2 separate regions of the Bicyclus anynana genome follow, and region 1 is linked to region 2. The links are chromatin contacts, called in public Hi-C maps. All regions are on one chromosome and are shown on one strand. Each heading gives the region's core, a stretch centred on a gene start, on an enhancer-like site or on the middle of the called end of the contact. The rest is flanking DNA. Distances are from core to core; before and after follow the strand shown.

Region 1 (5,129 bases), core at 700-3,199, 110 kb after region 2:
GGAAAATATCCACTGGAATATAAATTATTATTGGACGTACAAGCCGCGCAGTTTCATCGACGAACATGGATATTAAAAGGTAACATTGGTAGCAGAGAGGATAAATCCGCTTTCCCACTATGAAGCTGAATTACATTCTAGTAAGCTAGGTACTATCCTAGCTTACTAGGCTAAGGAGAATTGAATATATTTATGTGCTGCACTTTTTTATCCTGATATAAATGTAAACATTCCAGTTAAACTGTTTTGTATTTCAAAGAAACTCAACTCAACTCAAAGAAAGAGTTAAAAAAAAACTCAATCGTCGTAGTAGTATTTACGAACATTGGTAGTTATTGAGTGTATGTCATTTGATATGAAACAGGCCTCTGTGGCGCAGTGGTAAGCTCGGTGGATTTATAAGACGGAGGTCCTAGGTTCGATCGCCGGCTGGGCCGTTTGAGGTTTTGTTAATTGGTTCAGGTCTGGCTCGTGGGAGGCTTAGGCCGTGGGTAGATACCATCCTACCGACAAAGACGTACCGCCAAGGGACTTGGCGTTCCGGTACGATATCGTGTAGAAACCGAAAGGGGTGTCGATTTCCATCCTCCTCCTAACAAGTTAGCCCGCTTCCATCTTAGAATGCATCATCACTTACTATCAGGTGAGATTGTAATCAAGGGCTAACTTGTAAAGAATAATAATAATAATAAAATAACCAAATACCAAAAGCAATACCACTCTAACGCGGATTTTACTTTTACGTACGATATGGCACTGAATACGAAAATGTTCACACAAGCAGTTCGTTCTTATTAAATCTCCTTGACAATGACCGACAACAGGTGGTATTGAGTTTTAGCGAACCTGACAGGCTTCGACGGACATGGACGGAAGATGCTCAAGCGCCACGACAATATTTGCGACAAATTTCACCATCAGGATACAGTTTTATTTCGGGAGCTACATACTTGATGTCAACCAAAATTAGTAAGCATTAATGTGGTAAATGATCGTGTGTTGAAATTCTTACAAAAATAAAAGACCATGTGTTACATCTCTAGGGTAATAATAGATTTTCAAAACGCAAAATGTGTTCCTAATAGTAGGTACAAAATGCGACATTGGCAATGACGTAACTAGTTTTTATAAATATTTTATCATAATAAGGATATTTTCCTACAGATAGGCAAAATTAATATAAATGATTATATCATCTATTCCTAAAAATCTCTTAAATATGTATAAATTAATAATTCACATTTATATTAAAGGATTCTAAAAACATGATAGTGTTTTACATCTTTAAAACGCAAATAGTTTTGATACATATCCTAATGTAAACACACATGACGTAAACTAATGCCTAAAACTAATAATTTAATAATCAATTTTTTCCAGAACAGTCGATAGAAAATTTTGAAAGAATCTGAAAATACTGAAATATCTTAATTTTTGTAATATGCTCTGGTTCTTACCGCACCAAAATAAACAAGGCATTAACACGTCAATAGGGGTCTACGTCGGAGTTGCAGTCCTAGTTAGGACATACCTGTCAAGACAACTTGTCAACACATTAAAATAATCCTATTTAAAATCTATAAAGCAATGTTTACCACGTGTAATCCATTTTTCCTGACTAGTTAACCAAGGGAATTAAAGTAACAGAAAGACTAACTTCATAATAAAGTACTATTAATAAACGAGCAACCAGTTAGCAAGAAAAAACAAAAATCATAATACCAATAAAATTTAATGTAATATACTAAGTTCACGTACATACAAATTCTTAAAAAAATGTGGCTAAACATTAAGTAGCAGCAAAATTTATGAAGGTTTGATTAGATTTTCAAATTCCGTTCCGCTACCAAGTTTTTCATTAACAGAGCAACCGATAATTCTGGCTTCTGACATCGTCCGACAGTTAGCAGATTCGCTAAATTATTCAACTTTTCGGATTGTTTATTTTCGCTCCGGCTCCGGACTGGCGCCGAGCTCACCTTGACCGCGGCATGGGTACAACAAACCAATGAAATGTGACCTTCCATCCCTCGCAGAATCTTGTTAAAATTCAACACAACAGGTGAATCGCTTTGAAGCTGTAAAGTTCTTTTAATAGTGGATATATTAGCATGCTGTATGCATAAACGATGTTGATTCTAAGATATTATTCGTTTATGCGGTAAAGCTAGAGTGTTTGTGATGAATCAGTTTTATAGTAAACATAGCGTGATTGAGAGGCAATTCGACTCTAAACCTAATTAATTGACTTGTAAATTCTGAAAAATGCTGTTTTCTCATCATTAACCTATTCATAGTAAATTTAATGGATTTCAGAAAATCAAAAATTTATATAGTACGTACGCAATTGGATTTCCACGATTTCGCTTTAAAATTTTAGGTTTTTAAAATTATTGACTGCAATAACGGTAAAAGTAGAAATTAATACTCAGTCTAAAAGCACCATCGCCATCAACATCCGCGTAATCAATAAAGTAAAGACTTTTGATTAATAAGACCTCGATCAATTAAAAAAGGAATAGAATACGACACAGAACCCCGAACAACTAAAAAACCCAAGCAATAAATTAACTAGTTAACCAATTTACTTAATGGGAAATTGGTTTTGATCTATTAAATAACTCAATATTACCCTTATGTGTCATATACCTACTTCAATTATTTTAAACGATACTGTGGTTATACATTATCAAAACATAACACCACCAAATTCTACATCAAATATGTTTCTTTACTACGCCAGAAAAAAACAACGAAGTGTTACACAAGTTATAAAATCTCTAGTAAAACTAGTTTTCCAAGCAACACGGAAATAAATAGAAAAAAAGGATGATGTCACACATAAGACAGACGGCATCTTCGCACAATCTGGATTTAATAAATTACTCGCCAGCGTGAAATTAGAATGTTGATTGCGAAGAACCACACACACAAGTAGATTTCCATTCGGAAATAGTCGACAAGGACTTATGTGAAGATTTATTGAACATTACTTTTGTATTTTGAATTTTTGTTATGTAATTTTAATTTATATAATGAGTATAATTGTTATGACATTTGTTTCTGTAAATTGTTTAAACGTAATCTTTGTTAAAAATAATATAAAGATTAACGAACATTTGCATTTTGAATTTAATGAATGTAAAATTATTTTTAGAAAGACTAATAATATTACAAGCTTGTCGGATAAAAATCATGGCCCAAATTTGTTAGTTATAAAGACTAAGAATTAAAAGCCGGTGTTTTCTTGTGTAGTAGGTATTTTCACCTGAAATATTTTCAAAACAGTGTATATACCTTCTTTTGAAGAAATGGATGAACTAATCATACAACAGACAATATCTTTCACGATGTTTTAACGATACATCTGAACTGATTTATTATAAAAACAGTAGGTTATTTAGGTACGGTCTTTCAGCCACGGTACAGTCACCAACAGCTGGCGGAAACAGCGGAACACAAAAAAAATTAGATAAGATCATGGATATGCTACGACGCTACACGCCGTCTGCGGCTGCAATAATGCGTTTGCTTTGTCTATTTGAAATGTACTAAAATAAAAAATCAAAATTTAGTCATTAGATTCATATTTGGGTTAAAAAAATTTGACCACATTTCTGAATTTCGTGCTCAATTAAAATGGTTGACTATAGCTCAGCGTCGTAATTTTCACATACTTTCCTTGCTTTATTCTATACTTAATCACTATCATTCTCCTCCGTACTTAAAAGAAAGGTTTCACTTTCGCGGTTCTAACCACCTTCTCAATCATCGATACAGCAATGATAATAAGTTATCTATGCCATTTAGTCGGACTCACCGCTATAGTGAGTCGTTCACTGTTAAGGCGGTAAAACTATGGAATGCCGTGCCGCGGGATATTCGTCATTCTCAGTCGATTCATATATTTAGACGTCGTCTTAAAGACTACTTTTTATCACAGTAATATATTTAGGTATGTAATATCAATTTAAGTAAGTTTATTTTATTGTATATATATATACATATATATTATTAATGTTAATATTGGTATTTATGTATTTTAATTTTCTTAGTTTATGTAAGTATATTTCATTTATTTTTTATTGTACAGTATTTTAAGTCGATATTTGCGCACCAACCACTTCTCTTTGTAAACGTGAACTCCTTATAATAACGGTTGCCTGGAAGATATCATTTTAGAGATAAGGCCGCCGTTACACCATTGTTTGTATTTTACTTGGTTTGTTTTTGTAAAATTTTGTTATTTTGTTTTGGTGTAATAAAGTGTTTTATTATTATTATTATTAAAATACTAAAACTCTGTCAATGAATTTAATTTTTTATTTTTTTATTGGAGATGCGCAATAAAATAGTTTTTTTTAATACTAATTATTATTATACAAAATAAGTCTTGACCAGTCTGGATGCCGTTATATCGGTGTTTAAACATTTCTAATTCCTAAAATAACTGTTTTGTATGACATATTTCGCCATCCGAAAACAATACAGATCAACACCAACACCAATTCTATGTCACCAGTTACTGAAAAACCAATAATACCTTAAATCAATTAATCATAGATATAAATATAAAATCCGTTGCCAACTGTACGATATTCATCGTCATCTGCACAATTCGGTCCACCGTGGGTGGTTAAGGATCGTGAGCAGTGTTGCTCACTAATGCGATTGTTTCCGCTGCTATAATTGCTACAGTAATAAATAAAATTTGCTCTTTATTATTTTCTGGAAATTCATTGTTCGTATTTCAAAATATATGTCCTTGAACATTTTGTCGATTTAAATATTAGACATAATTTCATCACAATTCATCACAGATTTTTGGAAATTGCTGTAAATGGAGCTAGGGCCAGGGCCAGGGCCAGGGCCAGTTTATTTAACCCAATTTAACTCTTTCTGGCATGACTAAGATATAAGGACGTTAATTTCATTAGTCACGGGGTTTTTTGTGCCAGAAGTCATCCAGGGAGTCCCGAGCAGTACTAATAATTTTGATTTTACTTTCTGCCGCCAAGCAGTATTGCTCTATTTCGGTTCGAAGGGTATGATCCAGTAAAATTAAAGGCTTATCGCCTACAATTTAGGTTAATGGGTGAATTGTAGCATGTACTGTTTCAATTCAACAG
Region 2 (4,708 bases), core at 1,708-4,207:
CTGCGTGTGTCAAGTCTGCCAATCCGCATTGGGCCAGCGTGGTGGACTATTGGCCTAACCCCTCTCGTTCTGAGAGGAGACTAGAGCTCAGCAGTGAGCCGAATATGGGTTGATAATGATGGATAACAAATAATACCAAAGCAGGTTCGAGTAATTTTGCATTTATTGGGTACGAGGAACCATGTGGTCAACATAAGCTACAATGGACATTCTGTTTACAGTATATTTACAATATCAGAATCATAATATAATTTCATATCTAATAAATGGAGTAAATTACTGAATAAGTATTCACAATAATTAATTAAACAGCTCATAGAACATCTATACACAAATGTAGTAAAAGTAGCCTTGTACAAAATACTATATTATAATTACTAGGAATTAGTCACATTCGCTGGCACTCTGTCTAACAGTCCCGCAGTCTAGTCTAACTACACGATCCAGCCATTTTGTTCGATTATATTCAACGATAAACAATAAAGCAAATTTAAATACAGCGTTTGACTTAACTACAGTCCATCCTGCAGAGCGTTTAAATACTCCGAGACATCCTCAGTCGACTATTTACAACATACTCGCGCCTTTTACAACTAATACGAGTTATATATATACAAACAATTTTTATAATCATTAAAAAAATACAATGTAAATCGTTTCTTTTTAAAACTTGTAGTGTAACCTCTATCTATTATCGTTTATAAGTATAGGGTTGGAATAAAAATAGTTTGTTTTTTTTTTTCATTATTTTTAATTTCAGCGTGCAAAATCCACTAAAGCCAGCGTTGAAGAGACTACCACTCTCGCAACGGCTATTTTCTAAACGACTCTTTAATCTTTAGCAACTAACATCAACTGCTGACCGTATCTCCGAACATTACTAACTGTATTTCATTAAACTAACGACTAAACGAAACATCACACATTCAAGACCTATGGACAGATCATTTCATGAGAGGCCTAAAGGTTAACATGAATTTTCGATGGCGAGGAAATACTGACGGAAAACATACTGAAATATTCATTTATAGTTCTGTAAGCAACCGGTAGAAACTTCAGACGTATGGTATATATAAAAATGCGATGAATCTTCGTATATAACTTAACAGTCAATCAATAACATTAATGGAACTCCCAATTTATTTTGTGGGGAAATGACATGCAAGAAATGTATAATATAGCAATAATATTAACAAATTTTATAAAACCCAAGAACGTATCTGTCTGTATACATTCAGGGACCAAAGCATATTCAACAATCAACGGAAACGCTCGCACATATCTAAGAATCTCTTCAATCTAACGGATAAAACCTAAAATACACATTATTCATAAATCCATAAAACAACTAACTGCAGAGTCAAGTTCACATCACAATGTCATTTTATTGTGTTACAATACGTTTCTTTTTAAAACTCGATAAATAACTTAACTTACAATAGGTACCTTTAAAAAAATATTAAATAAATTAACAGTCATTGTTCAATAATGCGTGTATTATTTAACTATTTTATTTTAATTGATATATCTATCATATAAACACACGACTTAGAGATATAATGTTATGCGCAGTAGTAGGTACACGTTACGAACGTCGGTGCTCACAGTCGCACGTATCCCGTATGCGGTGGACACACCGATCGGAAAGTATTTGTATCGTGAATCAGTTACGTGGACGAGGCGTCGCCGAGATGCGTAGCGGAAGCGTGGCGAAATTCTGCACCCTAAAGATTAAATAACGGGAAAATATACTTCTATTAGATCCAAGCAGTAATGTCGAAGCTCGGCGAGCGCGGGTGACGCGGGCGACGCGCTAACTACATCGCGGCGCGCGAGGCGGGCCGGCGGGCGCGCGCGCGGGTCAGCGGGCGCGCGCTCGGGCGGCGCGCGGGGGGCGGGCACAGCCGGCGGGCGGGCCGCGCGGCGGTGTCACGCGGCGCCCTACGACGCGGGCGGCTGCGGGCCCTGCGGCTGCGGCGGCGGCTTGGCGCCCACGGCCGGCAGCTGCGCCAGCGTGTCCTGGCTCGCGTGCGCGCGCAGGTAGCTGTTCTCCACCTCGAGCTGGTTGATCCTCTCCATCAGTTCCGCGATGCGCTCCTTCAGCACCTCCACCTCCTCGCGCACCGCGAACATCAAGTGGCTCTTGACCAGATCCTGTAACAATACAACGCGCATGTTAGCACCATCAGAATATTGGCCTAAATAGTGGTTTAATATATAATAATGCTAGATTAGTGCCTAATATAATATTGAATTTGCGTTGCGTGAATACATCAGAGATAACGGTGAATAAAAACAAAAGAGTAAAATGGGAAAATCGATAAGAAAAAGAAGAAAAAATAAAAGAAAGAGATGAAAAATAAATAAAAAAAAGAAACATAAATAATACTACATATTAATTAATCTATAATTTATAAAAATATAAAGATAATAAAATAAATATTCAAACTCAAAGACATCTGATATTAATAGCACGATATATTTTTATTAATTTAAATTTAATTTAAATTATTATAAAAGGTAAATAAATTTTTTTTTTTAAATCCAGACCATAATTCAAAATAAATTTACAAGTAGACTCTTGAGTAACGAAAAAAACATAAAAGAAATAAAACCGAGTATCTTGACTCTTGGTCAAATTATACGCTTCGACAACACTTGGAAAGTCGAACAAAGGACACAAATTAACAAAAACAAAAAACATCACCAACGTACTTTTGGATTGGGCACGACCACGTAACAGGGGTCCTTTTGACCTTTCTGTCTGACTTCGTAGAGGCAGGCATCGCGGGGTTTGATGACATCAATCATGTTTCAGAATTGAATGAACCGGTTTTTCAGGACGATCGAAACGCGTGTTCAGCCGACGATTAGCTAAGTGACACTGAGCGAGGGAGGACACAGACCGAGTGAAGCGACGTCGAGTAAACTCTGCGCGTCCTACCGGGCGACTGATGGTCTGAGCGCGCGCATGTCCTATTTAAAATGGCGGCTTGACACGTCACCGCCACGCGATCAGCGTATGAACCCCGTACTCGACAACACCGGCTGTATAGATATGTCGATAACAACAAAGCTCTTGTTTTCAAAGTTACATGTTCGCAGTAACATGAATAATTAATAATGAATAAATTTATGTTACAACATTTATCTCTATGTTTTATGGATTTTGTAATTGTTTTGTTTACCTTTGTTGTGGCAATCAAATCAAGTCTAACCGACCATACACTGATGTATGACGCATAGTTCAAAATAGGTAATTGTTCCTCATCAGGCGATGCAAAAGGAAAATTTTGCATTATAATAATTGTTAGAAACATCATCGCATCGTTCAATTATATTTCTATCTTCGTATTCAGCATTACTCATTGCTTCTTACTAGAACCTTCGATACATTGCTCGAGTTCAATCAGACTGGCAGACAGTAAATACGCATATATTGAATCTTTGTTAGCCAAATCATTTTTTGGATCTATCATAAGCGTTTGATAAATATCCTGTATTTCTTTGGGAGAGGCTCATAAGATAAAAGTTACTTTAAGTATGCTGGTAATCATTATACAAATTTTAATAGATCGTACGAGTAGGTACTTGTTCTAGATATGGATTGCAGACGTTGAGTTAATCTAACAGAGCAACATGTTATTATGATAATGTACGATGGGAATGCGGACACTAATCGCAATTATGATACAAGATTTGAATTAGAATCACATTAATTCAATTACCCACGTTAGCAATAGTTGGAGACAACGTACATGACTGTGTGTAATGCCAAGAATCTCCGCATTCACAATCTACCATAATAAAGATTGAAGTTTAAACTATGCATCAGTTTCTAGATCTACTTATTTACTTGGAATGTGGATTTTCTTACGTGAATGATTCAAGGTAGACCAAGTGCTTTCGTTTACGACACTAAATGTGGTATGCGTTAAATTTCCTCATTCTATAAATAGGTCCGATTAAAAATAAAGCAAACGATGAGGCATTCATGTGGGAGTTGCGACCTTCGGCAGTCGGGAAGAATATACACGCTCAATAAAACTGAACACTGGATTGTATCGGTTACCGTTGGCGGGACTGCGTCACAGATGCAGATTGACAGGGCGCCAATAAGTTCATTGAAACGAGTCGCATTATTAATATTCAATTGCTTGCAGCTTCTCGCAAGACTCTGACTTGTGATACAGCACCGACCTGTGTATGTGTACATAAACAGGAAACTAGCGATTAGATGAGCATCACTCATAATGGCACAAGCATAAATTAAACAGTAGTTATCGCGTGTCCCGATGTTTGCATGTCAGTGGGTAAATTAGATAACGAGGTGTATGTTTGTGGGGCATGAGAAGACGCGCGGTGTTTTATTCATATTATAACAGTACGCTATAACTCGAGATGAGGGTAGTGGAAATAAGTGCAACGTCCCCGTGGCGAGTGCAGTGAACTTTTTTGCAGTCACGTACGAAAATATAGAAAGCGATGATAATAAAATGGACGCAAGGGCACAAGCATTAAACCTGTCCCTCTGTATTAAACGGGTATCGAACTTGGAGAAACAAAGATAGCAGTGGTAATTTTTATACAGTGATAAAAAAACTATACAAAGTATTATACTTATATGTATATATATGTTTAAGTACAATAAAATTTACAAGAACATAAAAAAGTTTTATTGTAATAATGGGAAATTATTTATGCCTGA

Evidence for each region. Hi-C and Micro-C count contacts between places; a contact is called where the count stands out from the background.
Region 1: a contact with region 2 is called in a Hi-C map of whole larva, with 3 times the contacts expected there. The contact joins two enhancer-like sites. A contact is called at or near these places in 2 of 2 Hi-C or Micro-C datasets (whole body and whole larva).

What each region holds. Positions count from the first base shown.
Region 1 is chr1:3,338,927-3,344,055 of ilBicAnyn1.1, forward strand. The region is part of intron 1 of LOC112055887 (protein bunched, class 2/F/G isoform-like); the gene reads right to left. Among protein-coding and RNA genes, the nearest start is that of Trnak-uuu, 19 kb to the right of the region's middle. Within about 2 kb of position 1,950, at least 2 of the 8 cell types and tissues checked have open chromatin away from gene starts, as enhancers often do.
Region 2 is chr1:3,231,829-3,236,536 of ilBicAnyn1.1, forward strand. LOC112055887 (protein bunched, class 2/F/G isoform-like) reads right to left here. Exons shown (of 3, transcript XM_052882757.1): 3 at 146-2,154. The coding sequence ends at 1,942. Among protein-coding and RNA genes, the nearest start is that of LOC112055171, 5.6 kb to the left of the region's middle. Within about 2 kb of position 2,958, at least 8 of the 8 cell types and tissues checked have open chromatin away from gene starts, as enhancers often do.